2 separate regions of the Capsicum annuum genome follow, and region 2 is linked to region 1. Evidence: chromatin contacts called from public Hi-C data. All regions are on one chromosome and are shown on one strand. The core of a region is the stretch at or near the end of the contact, and the rest is flanking DNA. Distances in the headings are between cores, read along the strand shown.

Region 1 (7,250 bases), core at 3,043-5,542:
TTAAAATAAGCCAATCCAAACAGGCTCCAAGTTGTAAACAACTTTCGTTTGAGAGATAAGTCATACTTTTTGAAAATCTTCAAGCTAAGCAAGTAGAACTTACTGAAATTTCCACTTTTTGAATCAAAAGCACCATGACCAGGCAAATATCCAGACCTGATTTTGATTCTGCCAGTTGAAACTGCATTGAATTGCATTTGAAAAGGTGAAGGAAGGCGGTGATCAATCTGAACACCTTTGAGATTGGAAAGAGCTGAAGCTATGTATCCTCTGAACTCAATGTGCCCCTGCAATGAAAGTTGAAGACAAAGTAAAATTTTATACCAAATTCCCATTGTAAATGAGGTAGATTCCATGCTAGATATGATTGACGACTTGCACACTTTGTAATTTTTAACGCACCATCTTAGTGTTTGTTTCTCCATTTATATGATATCATTACTTATAAAAAAAATCATATTAAATTCTGCAATCAATAACAGTTTCTCTTACTAGTATAACACCACGATAAAACTAATAATATTAATGGAAGAAGATTTAGACTACTGACAATCGCTCAAATGTAGACATTTCTTCCATTTTTTGGAAATTTCAACTACAATTCCTTAAACTATCGTAACAGGCAACTGCTGAACTTTCTCCTTTTTCCCAGACCAAATTGTCATGTACTCTTTTTTTTCCGGGTAACTAACACGATTGTATTAGTCACCAATGTAAACCAACACAATTTTCTATCCAAAAAGGAAACATAGAATAGTCAGCTAGGGAACTAAGGGAAATTTAAAACATAAGCTGCTCTGCTTCTGGATTTTTGCCTTGATCCTAATGGGAGCTCGTACATTACAGGTATAGATACTATCTCTTGCTAGCTCTTCACATCTTCTTCTCTTGTTTTCAAAGGTTCTGACGTTTCTCTCCATCCAAATTGCATACACAAGCTCTGCTTAGACCATTTTGAAAAGCTGTGCATTCTGAGATTTGCCCTTAGAGCAAAGCATGGCCAAAGCTAGGTGAGTATCCCAGGTTGTTGTTGCACTCCAATGCCATTGCAACCAATTCATGATCCTGCTCCATAGTTGCTTAGTGAAGTCACAGTGAACAAGCAAATGATCCCTTAATTCCAGTTGTACTTGACATAGCTTGCATTTTGTATCAACATTCAATCCCCACTAAGCCTATCAGTAGTTTGTAGTCTGTTCTGCAATTGAAGCCAAAGAGTAAATCTGGCTTTTGGCCTTGCATTATTGCCAAACAGCATAAACTCCAGGGAACTCTAGGATTATCACATAATGGTTTCAGGTAGATAGTTCTGATAGATGTGGGCCTCTGTGTCAGTGTTCGAGTTTGCTCCAAAATACCAGTGGTCATCATCTTTCTAATCATCCAAGAGCCTGGGTTAGGTGTAGGAGCAGTAGATACTGAGTTGGTCGTGATGTAATAAGTATGAATCCATCGAATCCATAATATGTTTTGTTTATGAGCTCGATCCCAACTAGTTTTTGCAATTGCAGCTTTGTTCCATAGGTGGGTATTAATGAGATTCAGAGCTCCTATAGACTTAGGGGTACACATTCTGCCCCAGGCCACTAAAGCGTTTTTTGTGATGGCATTGTTACCAGACCAGAGGTAGCGTCTACAGTTGGAAACTATAAGTTTAAGGATCTTTGCTGGGATGATAAAGAGTTGGGACCAGTAAGATTGAATGCCAAAAAGGACTGTTTGCATTAACTGTAATCTACCTGCATGAGAAAGTTTTCTAGCATGCCAAATTGTCATGTTCACTAACTCTGGTGCAGCGCGCCAGGGAACAAATTTGGGTTAAACTGATTGAAATTTACTATAGCTGATGAATTGAGGGGCTTAAGAGCTCATTATCAGCAGAATGGTAAAAGAAAAGCTTAGGATTTAAGTGATTAAAAATTCCAAGGGTAGAAAGAAAGACAGCAAAAACAGCAACAGTGGCAACCGCAGATGAGCAACAGGAAGTGAAACACCATCATTACCAGGCAGAAGTAGATGAAATCATGAAAGACATATCTCAGACATACGGATATTTATTAACAAAACTTAAGATTACTGGAAGCAAAGAACAAACGAAAACTACAAAAACACTTCTGCAGGACCAAAAGATTATATGGCTCTATTGTGGGCCCTTAACCATCACTTTTGGAAATATTACCATATCGAAAGATGAAAGATATTCACTTTAGGATCTTTTTTTATAATCGAAAAACCTTCAAATACGAGTGGTGCATGATTTGAACTCAGTTGATAATGGGCAGGCTGCTCCTCTACCCTTCTACACTTAAATATCAAGTTTTTATCTGCAGCACAGTTCTAACCCGTGATTTAAATCTAATCCAATGATCGCGCTAGTGCTCCTACCACAAGACCAAATCCCCTGGCGAAAATTCACTTTAGGACCTATAGTCTCCATTTGACAAATAGCAACTTTGCACCACATTCATACCTTCACCACCACTACCTCTATCATGCCAGCCTGTTGTAACACTAATTCATTAATTTTCTGAATATTACACATCAACAACCTTAGCATTTACCCCTATCATGGCTTTATGCGTAACCATCAACCATTAACAACTCAAGCTCCGAAATATCCATTCAAATACTCGCAAATGCAGCAATGTTCTTATTTTGACATTGTAATCATGTCCTTATAAACCCAGCAATGGATCAATGTTTTTACAAAAATGAGTAAAACGAAGAGAGCTAGAAGAGAAGAATCCATGGCAGTGTCTTCTTAATGATTCAGCACAAGAAGAATAGGAAACCAGAAAAGGAGGAGGAAAAAGCAGGGAAACGGAACAGAAATCTGACAGAAATGAGAACTAATTTGAAAGCATCTCCTTTGTTGTTTGGATGAAAGCTGTGTTAACCAATCAAACATTCAATTGATCGAAAAAAGAACTTGATCAATCAAAAGGTCAATGATAAATTTGGGAAATTAACACTTAACAGGCTTTCTGCAATTGCCACAAAGTTTCCCTTTCTTTTTTTTTTTTTTTGGATAACTGTGGTGTCTGGTCCAACTTGTGTGCACCTCAACTAATTCCATGAAAAGTACCAGGTATCACTATCCACCAAGGCTATGATAAATGGGAAGACATCACCCAGTGTTTTTTGTCATGGTTCTCACCCATTTTGGTGACCACTAGGCCACATCCTTAGGTGCCAAAGTTTGCCTTTTCATTATCAAGGTTTTATCAACAATGTTAGTGCAAATAGGAGTTGTGCCATGAGCCTGAGAGACGAGCTGAATACGTGGAAGATCCAAAGTGAATACTTTTGGAAAATTTATTTCATAGAATAGAGAAATATTATTTCCAGATGAGAGATAAGTTTGGGTATAAACAACTAACTCCATGGATAAAAAGCAAAGCAAGATCCCTCAAAGACCTGAACAATCATTAAAATCAGTGAGAGAAAAAAAGCATTTCTTTTTGCACCTAAGGGTGTGGCCTAGTGCTCAATGAAGTGGGTGAGAACTATGAGGTCTTAGGTTGAAGTCCCAGCAGAGGCAAAAAACTAGCTGATTTCTTTTCATCTGCCTTAGCCTGGTTAGCCTTGGTGGACAGAGTTAATAAGGTACTTGTTGCTGGTGAGAGGTTGTAGATATCCCAGGAATTAGTCGAGGTACACGAAAGTGGGCCTGGCCTGGACACCACAATTATTAAAAAAAATCATTTCTTTTTTGACAATAAACTGAGTATATTACCCATTATCTTGCAAAAGATAATCACATAAAGTATTCCTAAACAGTGTTACGAAGAAAGGAACCTAAAACTTCAAAATAACACAGCTTCTCAAAATAACACCCTAGCATTTTTCCTCAAACACTACAAAAACCCTTATAAACAACCCCAAACAACTCAAAAATCGAGGTTATCCGGATCAGATGACAAATTTATTACGACAACATAAAAACTCACGAAATTCGCGTAGGGTCGACTGATTCTTGGTCCAAAAGACAAAGTTTGGAAATTCGAAGCCACTTCCATTCAACTCATAAACTGTTCAACTCTGTATATGGTCCAACAAAGACAATGAATCATCAGTTACAATAGCAATAATATATAGAGAGAGAATAATAACAAGGAGAAGAATTTAGTGGAAATTTAAATTAAATTACCTGTCAAATTTTTGGTGGAAGAGGACAGGGAGCTCTATCTTATTACATGTAAGTGATTTGACTTTGTATTATCTCCAGGAAGGTCACCAAAATGCAACACGACAAACAAACAAAATGGATAGTAGTTGGGCTTACAAAAAGAAGTTCAGGAAGGTCACCAAAATGCAACACGACAAACAAACAAAATGGATAGTAGTTGGGCTTACAAAAAGAAGTTCAAACTTTAGTGTAGTTTGGACTCTTTTAAATGGGCTCATAATTCAGTAAAATTACCTAACTAAACAAACCGAACAACAACAACAACAACAAATCCAGTAGATTCTCACATGGGGTCTGGAGAGGATAGAGTATACGCAGATCATACCACTACCTCTAACGAAGTAGAGAGGCTGTTTTCGATAAACCCCGGCTCAAGACAAAGGACAGTATATAAAAACATCAAAAGCATGGAACACGATAAAAAATATAGATACGACATCCACAAAAATATGCAACACTGCCAAACAAAAGACATCCAAGCCCTCCTACCTACTTACCACGACTCATTCACCCACCTTAACCCTCTATCCTAATGTTTTTCCTCCATTCCTTTCTATTCAGGGTCATGTCCTCAGTCAACTATAACTGCTCTATGTCACATCTAATCACTTCCCTCCAGTATTTCTTAGGTCTACTCCTACCCCACTTGAAACCATCCAAGGCCAACCTCTCACACCTACGAACCGGGGCATCTGCGGCCCTCCTCATCACACGGCCAAACCATCTCAACCTCACTTTCCACATTTTATCCTCTACCGACACCACTCCCACCTTCTCCTGAATAATTTCAGAGGAAATTACATAGCGTTTCTCAAAGTGTTCGATTTTAATTTTTTTTTTACTTAAATCTAATATTTATAAACACGTGATTTTTTATCTTCTCCAAGCTTTAATCTATTTTTGATATTAAGTATTTATTTATGTCAAAATATTATCTTTAAGTTAAAGATTTTAACTCTTATTTCATTTTTAGTAGGTTTCTTTGAAAATTGTGAAAAAGATTTTCTTTTAAAGATAAGAGTTGAATTTTAGGAAATGTTTTATTTTTATTTTTAAATAATAAAAATATTCTCAAAAAATATATTTTATTTTGGTTTAAATTTTTAATAAAATCAACAATAACAACAATATACCCAGTGTATTCCTACATAGTAGGGTTTGAGGAGGGTAGAGTGTACGTAAACCATATCACTACCTCAGGTGAAGTAGAGAGGTTATTTTCGATAGACCCTCGACTTAGGACCAGTAACAGTATAACAAACACAAAACATAAATGCATATAAACTAGTACAGTATACAAAATAAACTAACACCGCTAGCCACAAGATAATACTAAAAATTATCTATTCGAAACCAAAGACATCACTCAACACCATGAACAAGAAACTTCAGACACAAATAAAGAACACTCCCCTGTTGTTACCGACGTACTCTCACCCTCTAACTCTCTACCCTAATCCGCATCCTCCATACCTTCCTATCAAAGGCCATATCCTCTGTAAGCTGTAACTGCTCTATATCATCAGTGGCGGAGCCAGGATATTCACGAAGGGGGTTCATAAGTGAACATACGAACTAATCGAAGGGGGTTCAACATCTAATATATGTACATAAAAATTTTTTTACCATACATATATAGCATAATTTTTTGCTGAAGGGGGTTCGGATGAACCCCCTTGGCAAAGGGTAGATCCACCACTGCATATCATGCTTAATCACCTTTCTTCAATATTTCTTCAGCCTACCTCTACCCCGCCTAAAATCATTCATAGCAGTGTCTCACACCTCCGCAATAGAGAATCAAATCCCCTCCTCATCACGTGGTCGAACCAACGTAACCTCACTTCTCGCATTTTATCCTCCGCAGAAGCCACTCCCTCCTTCTCCCGATTAATCTCATTCTTCACCCTATCTTTCCTGGTATGGCCACACATCCATCTCAACATCCTCATCTATGCCACCTTCAACTTTTGAATGTGGGAGTTCTTAACTGGCCAACACTTCACTTCATACAACATAGTCGATTGGACTGTCACTCTATATAACTTACTTTTAAGCTTCGGGGGCACTTTTTTATCACATAAAACTTCTGAAATGAGCATCCAATTCAACCATCCTTCCCCAATACAATGCGTGACATCGTCATCAATCTCACTATTACCCTAAATCATAAACCCTAGATACTTGAAATTCTCCCTCTTCTTAATGGCCTGAGAGTCAAGCTTCATCACCACGTTAGCCTCCTACGACAAATCACTAAACTTACACTTCAAGTACTCCGTCTTGGTCCTGTTCAATCGAAATCCTTTAGACTCAAGGGTCTGTCTCCAAATCTCCAACTTATAATTAACTTCTCCCTTAGCCTCATCAATCAGTACCACTTCATCAGCAAGTAACATACACCAAGGCATTTTCTTTTGAATATGTCGCGTCAAAACATCTATCACCAAGGCAAATAAAAAGGGGCTAAGAGTTGATCCCTGGTGCAACCCTATCAAAATCAGAAAGTTCTCCAAATCACCACCTACAGTCCTCACCCGAGTCTTCGCACCATCATACATGTCCTGAATCTACCTAGTGTATGCCACGGGCACCCCTCTAGCCTCCAAGCACCTTCACAGAATCTCTTTAGAAACTCGTCATATGCCTTCTCAAGATCCATAAACACCATGTGCAAGTTTTTTCCTCTCTCCCGAAACTGTTCCACTAATCTCCTCACAAGGTGAATGGCCACAGTAGTCGAACGACCTAGTATGAAACCGAACTGATTCTCAGAGCAAGTCACAATCCTTCTTAGCCTCAACTATACCACCCTTTCCCAAACCTTCATAGTATGACTCAGTAACTTAATACCTTTATAGTTGTTGCAACTCTGAATATTTATCTTGTTCTTATATAATGGAATCATCGTACTTCACCTCCATGCTTCAGGCATCTTCGCCGCCCTAAAAATGATATTAAATAACCTTGTCATCCAATCTAAACCTGCCCTGCCAGTGCTCTTCCAAAAATCCGCTAGAATCTCGCTTGGCCCCATCGTCCTACCCTGATACATCCTGAG
Region 2 (7,250 bases), core at 2,935-5,434, 990 kb before region 1:
CCTAAAAGATCACACTGGGAAACAACAATTAGAGTGATGAGATATCTAAAAAGGGCACCAGGGCTTGGAATACTTATCACTAGAAGAAATATCAAATCAATTGTGTGTGTTCTGTGATGCAGATTGAGAATCATGTCCAAACACTAAAAGGTCAATTTTAGGATTCTTAATCAAACATGGTAATACTTTATTATCATGGAAGTCCAAGAAGCGAAGTTTAGTATCCAGGAGTTCAGCAGAATTTGAGTATAGGAGCATGGCTTGTGCAATTTCAGAAGTAATATGGATCAAAACTTTATTAAAGGAACTGGGGAGTGAGACGGCAGAACCAGTAGTAGTATTAAGTGATAACAGAGTAACCTATAGTGTTTCATGAAAGAACAAAACCTATAGAGATTTGACTTTCATTTCTTCAGACAAAAGATACAAAATGGGATGATAAGGACTGAACATGTAAGCTCTAAGGATCAATTGACAAATATATTGCCTAAGGGATCGTCCAGATCACAACGCGGAAGTTTGGTTGGCAAACTAGGAGTGCTGAATGTTTTTGCACCTTCTAGCTTGAGGGGGGAGTAATGAGATAGGGATAACTTGATGTATAAGGGCAAATATGTAATTAACATAAGTCAGATTAGGTAGAGCAGATTTGTTAAGATTTAGTTAGAAAAAAACAGTGCTCTATATAAGCACTGTTCCAGTGTATTTTGGGATGAACTGTTTTTGATGAAATAATATTTGTTTCTTCTTCTTCTTCCTTCTTAGGTCAACCAACTTCTCCAATGGTAATCTTAATCGTTCAATTTCTATATGAATTTTAACAAAACTCTCGAATATAATTGTACCTATTTTAAAAATACAGTTCTGTACCTTTTAGAACGTAGTGTGGTTTATATGTTGAAAGTCAATAAAAGTTGATTGTTCTGTCGTTGTCAATAAAAATCAGTAAAAATCGGGTTGATTCATTTCAACCCATCTCTGAGTGATTCAGATGAAAATAAAGTTTATAGTGAAGTATGAAAAACACACCTAATGTTATTTTTTTATTTTTTTTTGAGTTTCATACTTAAACTACTGGCAGTGTAAATTTCGTACCTAAATTATCCTTCATTAGTTTGAGACGCACAATTTTTTTTACTACACTCTCTTGATGGCGTGTGTACTACACACTCTCTTTGATTTAAAAAAATCTTGCCATATGGCATTTCACATTGATACAAAAAAATCCTTCATAGCCTTTTTGGTTGATTTACTAGCAAGATATAGTTTTGTCTCCTAGTAATACTACAAGGCTCGATGTTTCCTTTTCGATTAGTTGCTAGCAAAATATAGTTCTGCTCCTATTAGGAAACATCAAAATGGGATTAAACATATGAGCTTATTTTATTCTAAAGATTGCAGTCCCGATCTTGTCGGTTATGTTGATGTTGGATATTTGTCTGACCCGCATAAAGGTCGGTCTCAAGCATGATATGTGTTTATATGTGGGGTACTGCCATATCTTGGAGATCTACAAAGTAGTCTATCATAATCACTCCATCAAATCATGTTAAGATAATAGTTATTCATGAAGCAAGCCTAGAGTCTGTGATTGCTATCCGTGATACATCTCATTCGAGAAAAATATAATTTTAAATGTGACAAAGTACCCACGACTTTATATGAAGATAATACAACATGCATAGTATAACTTAAGGGAGGATTCATAAAAGAAGATAGAGTGAAGCACATTTCGTCAAAAATTTTTTGTACACATGAACTCCAAAATAATGGTGATATTAAGGTGCAAGTAACAATGTGACTGATTTATTCAGGAAGTCTCTTCTAACTGCAACTTTCAAGAAGATGGTACATAAGTCAGGATGCAAAGGTTCAACGATGTTCTCATTAGGGGAGTTGATATGCGATGCACTCTTTTTTCCTTACGAAGTTTTATTCCACTGAATTTTTCTTGTAAGGTTTTTAATGAGGCAGTCTATATGCGTATTGTTAAAAACATGTACTCTTTTCCTTCAATAGATTTTTTTTTCATGAAATTTTTTCTAATAAGGTTTTAACGAGACACATTATCTATCAGTTAGATACTCAAGGGAAAGTGTTAAAAATGTATTAGCATATATAGTGAATGTGTATTTATGAAAAAGTTCGATTCCCTAACTTTTGGGACAAGGTTAGTATTTCCCTATAAATAAAGGAATCTTTCTTCATTGTAATAAACCCCTCAAGAAATCCTTCAGAGAAATAAGAGTTATTCTCTATCCTCTCCCTATTATTCTTGTTCTTACTTATATTTCATAACATTTATAAAGCAATTAATCTTCTATAGAATTAGACCTATGTCTTATTCTTATATGTGTATCTCTGTCGCGCACCAATAACTCCAATTGAATATTAAATGATAAAAATGAAAATCTCCTCGCAAAAAAGTAAAAAGGAAAAAAAAAACACCTTGAAAATGTTGTGAGTTTGTTTTCAGGTTCTTGAAAGAGATTAGCTTCGAGAGATTGGCACATTGGCAAATTTCTCAAAAAATTGATTTTGGCTGTTCTTTATAGCAAAAATGAAAAATTTTAAAACTGAAATATTAAAAAAAAAAAAAAGTTTAAATGGTAAGCACCTGATATGAGATTAATTATTTGAATTAGAAGTTATCATTTTATTAATTTTTTCTGAGGTGGAATCTATTTGTCCATTTCGAGTGTCATGTGGCGAGGCTTTTTAAATAAAAGAGAGAGTAAATTATGGACATCATCATATATTACTTGAGGTGTGTTCCTCAAATAATGAGTGATAGGTTGAGTATAAAATTCAAATAAAAAATGATGTAGGTATGTTTCTGATAATTTACTCTTTAATTTATAATAAGCCGTGATTTAGATGAAAATAAACTACTAGTATATTAATTTATAATAAGAGTCGCATCTTGAGCTTAAAATTTTATGAATCTCAAAAGTTAATTTACGTGATGACATGCAAATGAAAATCGATTCGGTTTCTAAAATGAAATAACTTACTATTTAACTTGCAATTCTTTGTTAATATTAGGTCAAACGCATTGACAATCTCCTAAATTTGACATGAACTTTTATTTTGAAATCTCAACTAGTCATTGTTTATTTTAAACACCTTAATTAGTGTTAAGTTGTGTCATTTTGATGCCTTTTCCGCAATCAACTAAAATTACAGAGAAAATATAATATACTCGCGAATGACATGTCATAATGACTAATTAAAAAAGGACATGTTACATTTGAGTGTAACATAATAATTTTAAAATAAATTAAAAGAAAAATAAACAGGAAACTAATTTTCAGCAAAAAAAATAATAAATAAAAATACATATTTTTTAAAACCCCACTACTGAATAGATAACACCTGTCATTTTTTCCACATAATTAATTTCAAGGTTACTTAAAAAATAACATTTTCACCCCCCCATCCAACTGTCTTCTACAACACACCTCAAAACTTTATTATTTGCTGAAGCCACCCCCGCCACAGCCCGGCGCTGTCTTCTCCATAATACCCCAAACGACTTATTCAAAGTTTTTCTTTTCAAATCACTTCTAATAATAACTCAAAACTTAAAATTAAAAAAAAAAACAACAACAACTAAAAAGCTGAAGAATTATAGATATTAGTCCACCTTTCTTCAATAATTTTTACCCAAAACACATGAAGAAGCTTGAAAAATACTAGCAGAGAGGTTTCTTTTTAAAAGCAAAATTTGGTATGAAGAAGGATGGAAAAATTGTAAGTTTTCGAATAAAAGATTGTGTTTTTTCTTTGACAATTTTGTAATAGTAGATTAATTTCTTTTAAGGAAACCCATTTGGGTGTGATTCAATTTGTGAGTATAATTCCTCTAATTTTTTTTTAAATTAGATTTTTCAGATGATTCAATTTTTGAGTATGAATTGGGTATGATCCTATTTTTGAATAAATTACTCTTTTCTTTGTGAGCTAAAAATAAAATGCAGATGAATTTCGATCAAAGAAATCCATTTTCTTTCAATTTGGATCATTGATGAACATGTTTGAGTTTTAATCTTGAAAAATAATGGCAAGAAAAAATGTGGAAGAAAAAGAGAAAAATAAAACAAAATTAACTAAATAAGCTTCCCACCTCCTCAAATGAATCTGATACACTCACTTTAACATGTGAGCAAAATGTGTGAAAATGACACATGAGAATACTAGGGGGTTATCAATGTGTTTTGCCTTAATATTAAAATATGCACTTCAGTAGAAAATGATTATTTGCATTACTGGTGAACTTGAAAAGTACACTTCTTTTTTCTCTATGTTGCTAGGTTATGGTATTCGAAATGATGAATTTCCTCAATATTACATGCTAAGATCGCATGGGATACTCGTTGTTACAACACTAGAGTTTTTTTTTCCTTTTTACTAATAACATAACACAACTACGACACACTCTTAGATAGGATATTATGAAGGGTACGTATTAAATTAGAGGGTTAGTTTGGTAGTTGATGCACACTTCAATAGGAAATGATTGTTTATATAACTTGTGAACTTGAAAAGTTATACTTTCTTTTTCTCTATGTTGCTAGGTTGTGGCATTTGGAACTAGTGAATATATCCATGCTTCGCACGGTTGTTAAAGAAATATAATCAAATATGGATTGTTATATTTTTATAATAAAAAAATTCATTTGTTTACACTTTCAACCGGAATGTTATTAGTTGTTCCTAGATATCATAATATTTTCAAGGTTGTTTGCTTTTTTTTCTTTTTGTCCTCTTGTCACTTAACTATTGATTTTTGTACCTTGTTGTGCTATTTGCCAAAAAATAATATGTACTTTATCAACAAAGTGATATTATTATAATTAAACATTCAATATTAAGATAAATGTTATATCTCATAACAGAACTGAATTTAAAATCCAAAATAACTTAGTTTTCTTACATATTATTAATATAATTAAATATGTATTGCTATATTCTTATAATAAAAATATTCATTTGTTTACATTTTCAACCATAATAACCATTTTCAACCATAATGTTATTAATTGTTCCTCGATATCATAATATTTTCAACGTTATTTTTTTTTTAAGTTCTCTTGTCGCTTAACTATTGACTTTTATACCTTATTGTGCTATTTGTCAAAACATAATATGTATCTTACCGACGAAATGATATTATCATAATTATATTTTTAATATTAAAATAATTGTTATATCTCATAAAAGAACTAAATTGAAAATCCAAAATAACTTATAGTTTTTCTACATATTATTATAATAATTTTGTAATCTTATGATACAATATTTATTTTATAAATAATAAATAGAAAAATTTCACATGGTTTAATTTAATATTCTTACAAAATTTTTATAACATCCTTCTTTTCCGCTTCTTCTTTATTGAATTAGATTTGCAAAATAAGATACTCCTATATAATAAAAGAAAAAAAAGAGAGAAATATAACTTTTAAAATATCAAATAAAAATGAAAAAATACCACTTAAAAACTTGTTATGTTCAACACATAATTTTGTTTCTAACATGCGTAATTAATATTTTTATAATGGATCTTCATTTTAAGAAGACAAAATAACAAATAACCAAAAAAATTTAAAAAACCAAAAATGAGATATTCATTCATAAAACTTGCACTATTTCAAAAAAATTTGTAATTCTATCATTTTTCAAAATGCAAGAAAAAGAAGTAAATGTCATTATTTCACTCTCCGTTCTATTTAAGACATTTTGATTTTAAAAAATTCTTACTCAAATCTTTTTACACATATACAGATACATATACATATCTACAAGTACAATCAATACACCTATTTGATAATATATTTTCAGATTTTCGCAAGAAATTAATGAAATGCACAATAGAATTTTTATTAGCGTGCATGAATATTTATTTTGATATATACATTAAGATAACAAAGATAATACCCAAAAAAGGATAGCACCAAGAGGAACCCAATCATATATACCTCTCTATCCGAATGTTAAATCATAAAATTCAACTACGTAATACATCTGTAGAAATGTATTAACAATTTCACAAGCTTAACCAAAAATGATTTTATGCATATTCAGAATACAAACACTTTATAAACACAATTTTATGAGAGTAACGTGATAAAATATATAATAGATATATACCTATGACTTTTTATTTTTGTGGATGACATATACTCTGAAATACTGTCTGCAATAACATTCTCAAATTAGACGTAAAAATAAACTTCTATACTCAGCTATTGCTCTCAAAAGAAACCTTGCATTCAACATTAGAAAAGCCAACATATGCTTAATTAAGCTTTAAGGTGAGGTCAAACACCTAAATATTATCACAACCAATAATTTTTTTTCTAAAAAGACACACACATTAATATGATGGACAAAGTATATGTATCACCTATTGAAAGAGACAATGCAACAATAGGCTGTTGATTAGAATTATCAAGTGGATTGAATTTGTAAGAAGAAACTTTTTCTCTATTTGAAGGGTTCGATCCCTGCTTTCATTCCACATTTAGTTATATTATCTATTGTCATAAAAATTATTCAATGTCCTTATAGATATAAAATTCACAATTAAGAAATTGTGCATTAAGTTATACAGATTTGTTATCAATAAAATTAGACAGAAAGCGAAGAAAAGAAACTGGCAAAATGTTATAGAATGTTCAACGTACAACATATATTTTATATAATTAAAAAAATAATTAAGCAAGTTGAAAGAAGTGACTCTTGAAGGTTTTTCTTTTCTTTTTTAACATGTCACATAAATTGAAAAAAATGAAGAAAAAGGCAAACAAATGAAGGAAAAAAAGGATTTTTGGCCAAAGAGATGTGTTACATTAATTTTTCTAATGTTTAGCTTTATATTATATATAGATTCTATAAAATACCATGAAAGATATTAATCACTTGTTTAATAGTTCCATCTCTAAAATCTTTTAATAAAAATCCTTTCCTCTTTTGAGTTAGGTTATTAAATCACTAGTGAATTGATCCGCGCTTCGCGTGGCCCTTAAAATAAATCTAACTATGACCAAAAAATTAATAAATTTTTCAATCATTTTCAAAGTTAGTACCAAATAAAAAAAAAACTCTGCTTAACAAATTCAAGATTTAAGGTTTAGAGAAGAAGGAAGAAAACAAATAGAAAGAGGCAAATACCGTTTTTTTTTTTATTTGTATATATATATATATATATATATATATATATATATATATATATATATATATATATA

What was found. Hi-C and Micro-C count contacts between places; a contact is called where the count stands out from the background.
Region 2: a Hi-C map of placenta shows a contact between it and region 1, with 4 times the contacts expected there. The contact joins the enhancer-like site here to the promoter of LOC107845976 in region 1. A contact is called at or near these places in 2 of 5 Hi-C or Micro-C datasets (leaf and placenta).

The regions. Positions count from the first base shown.
Region 1 is chr10:164,656,249-164,663,498 of UCD10Xv1.1, reverse strand. LOC107845976 reads right to left here and starts at 4,292. Exons shown (of 4, transcript XM_016690503.2): 1 at 4,151-4,292; 2 at 3,951-4,041; 3 at 157-287. The coding sequence starts at 4,019.
Region 2 is chr10:165,642,990-165,650,239 of UCD10Xv1.1, reverse strand. No RefSeq gene overlaps it. Among protein-coding and RNA genes, the nearest start is that of LOC107845974, 26 kb to the left of the region's middle. Within about 2 kb of position 4,184, at least 5 of the 5 cell types and tissues checked have an H3K27ac peak or open chromatin away from gene starts, as enhancers often do. A contact at or near this core is called in leaf, where this site is marked.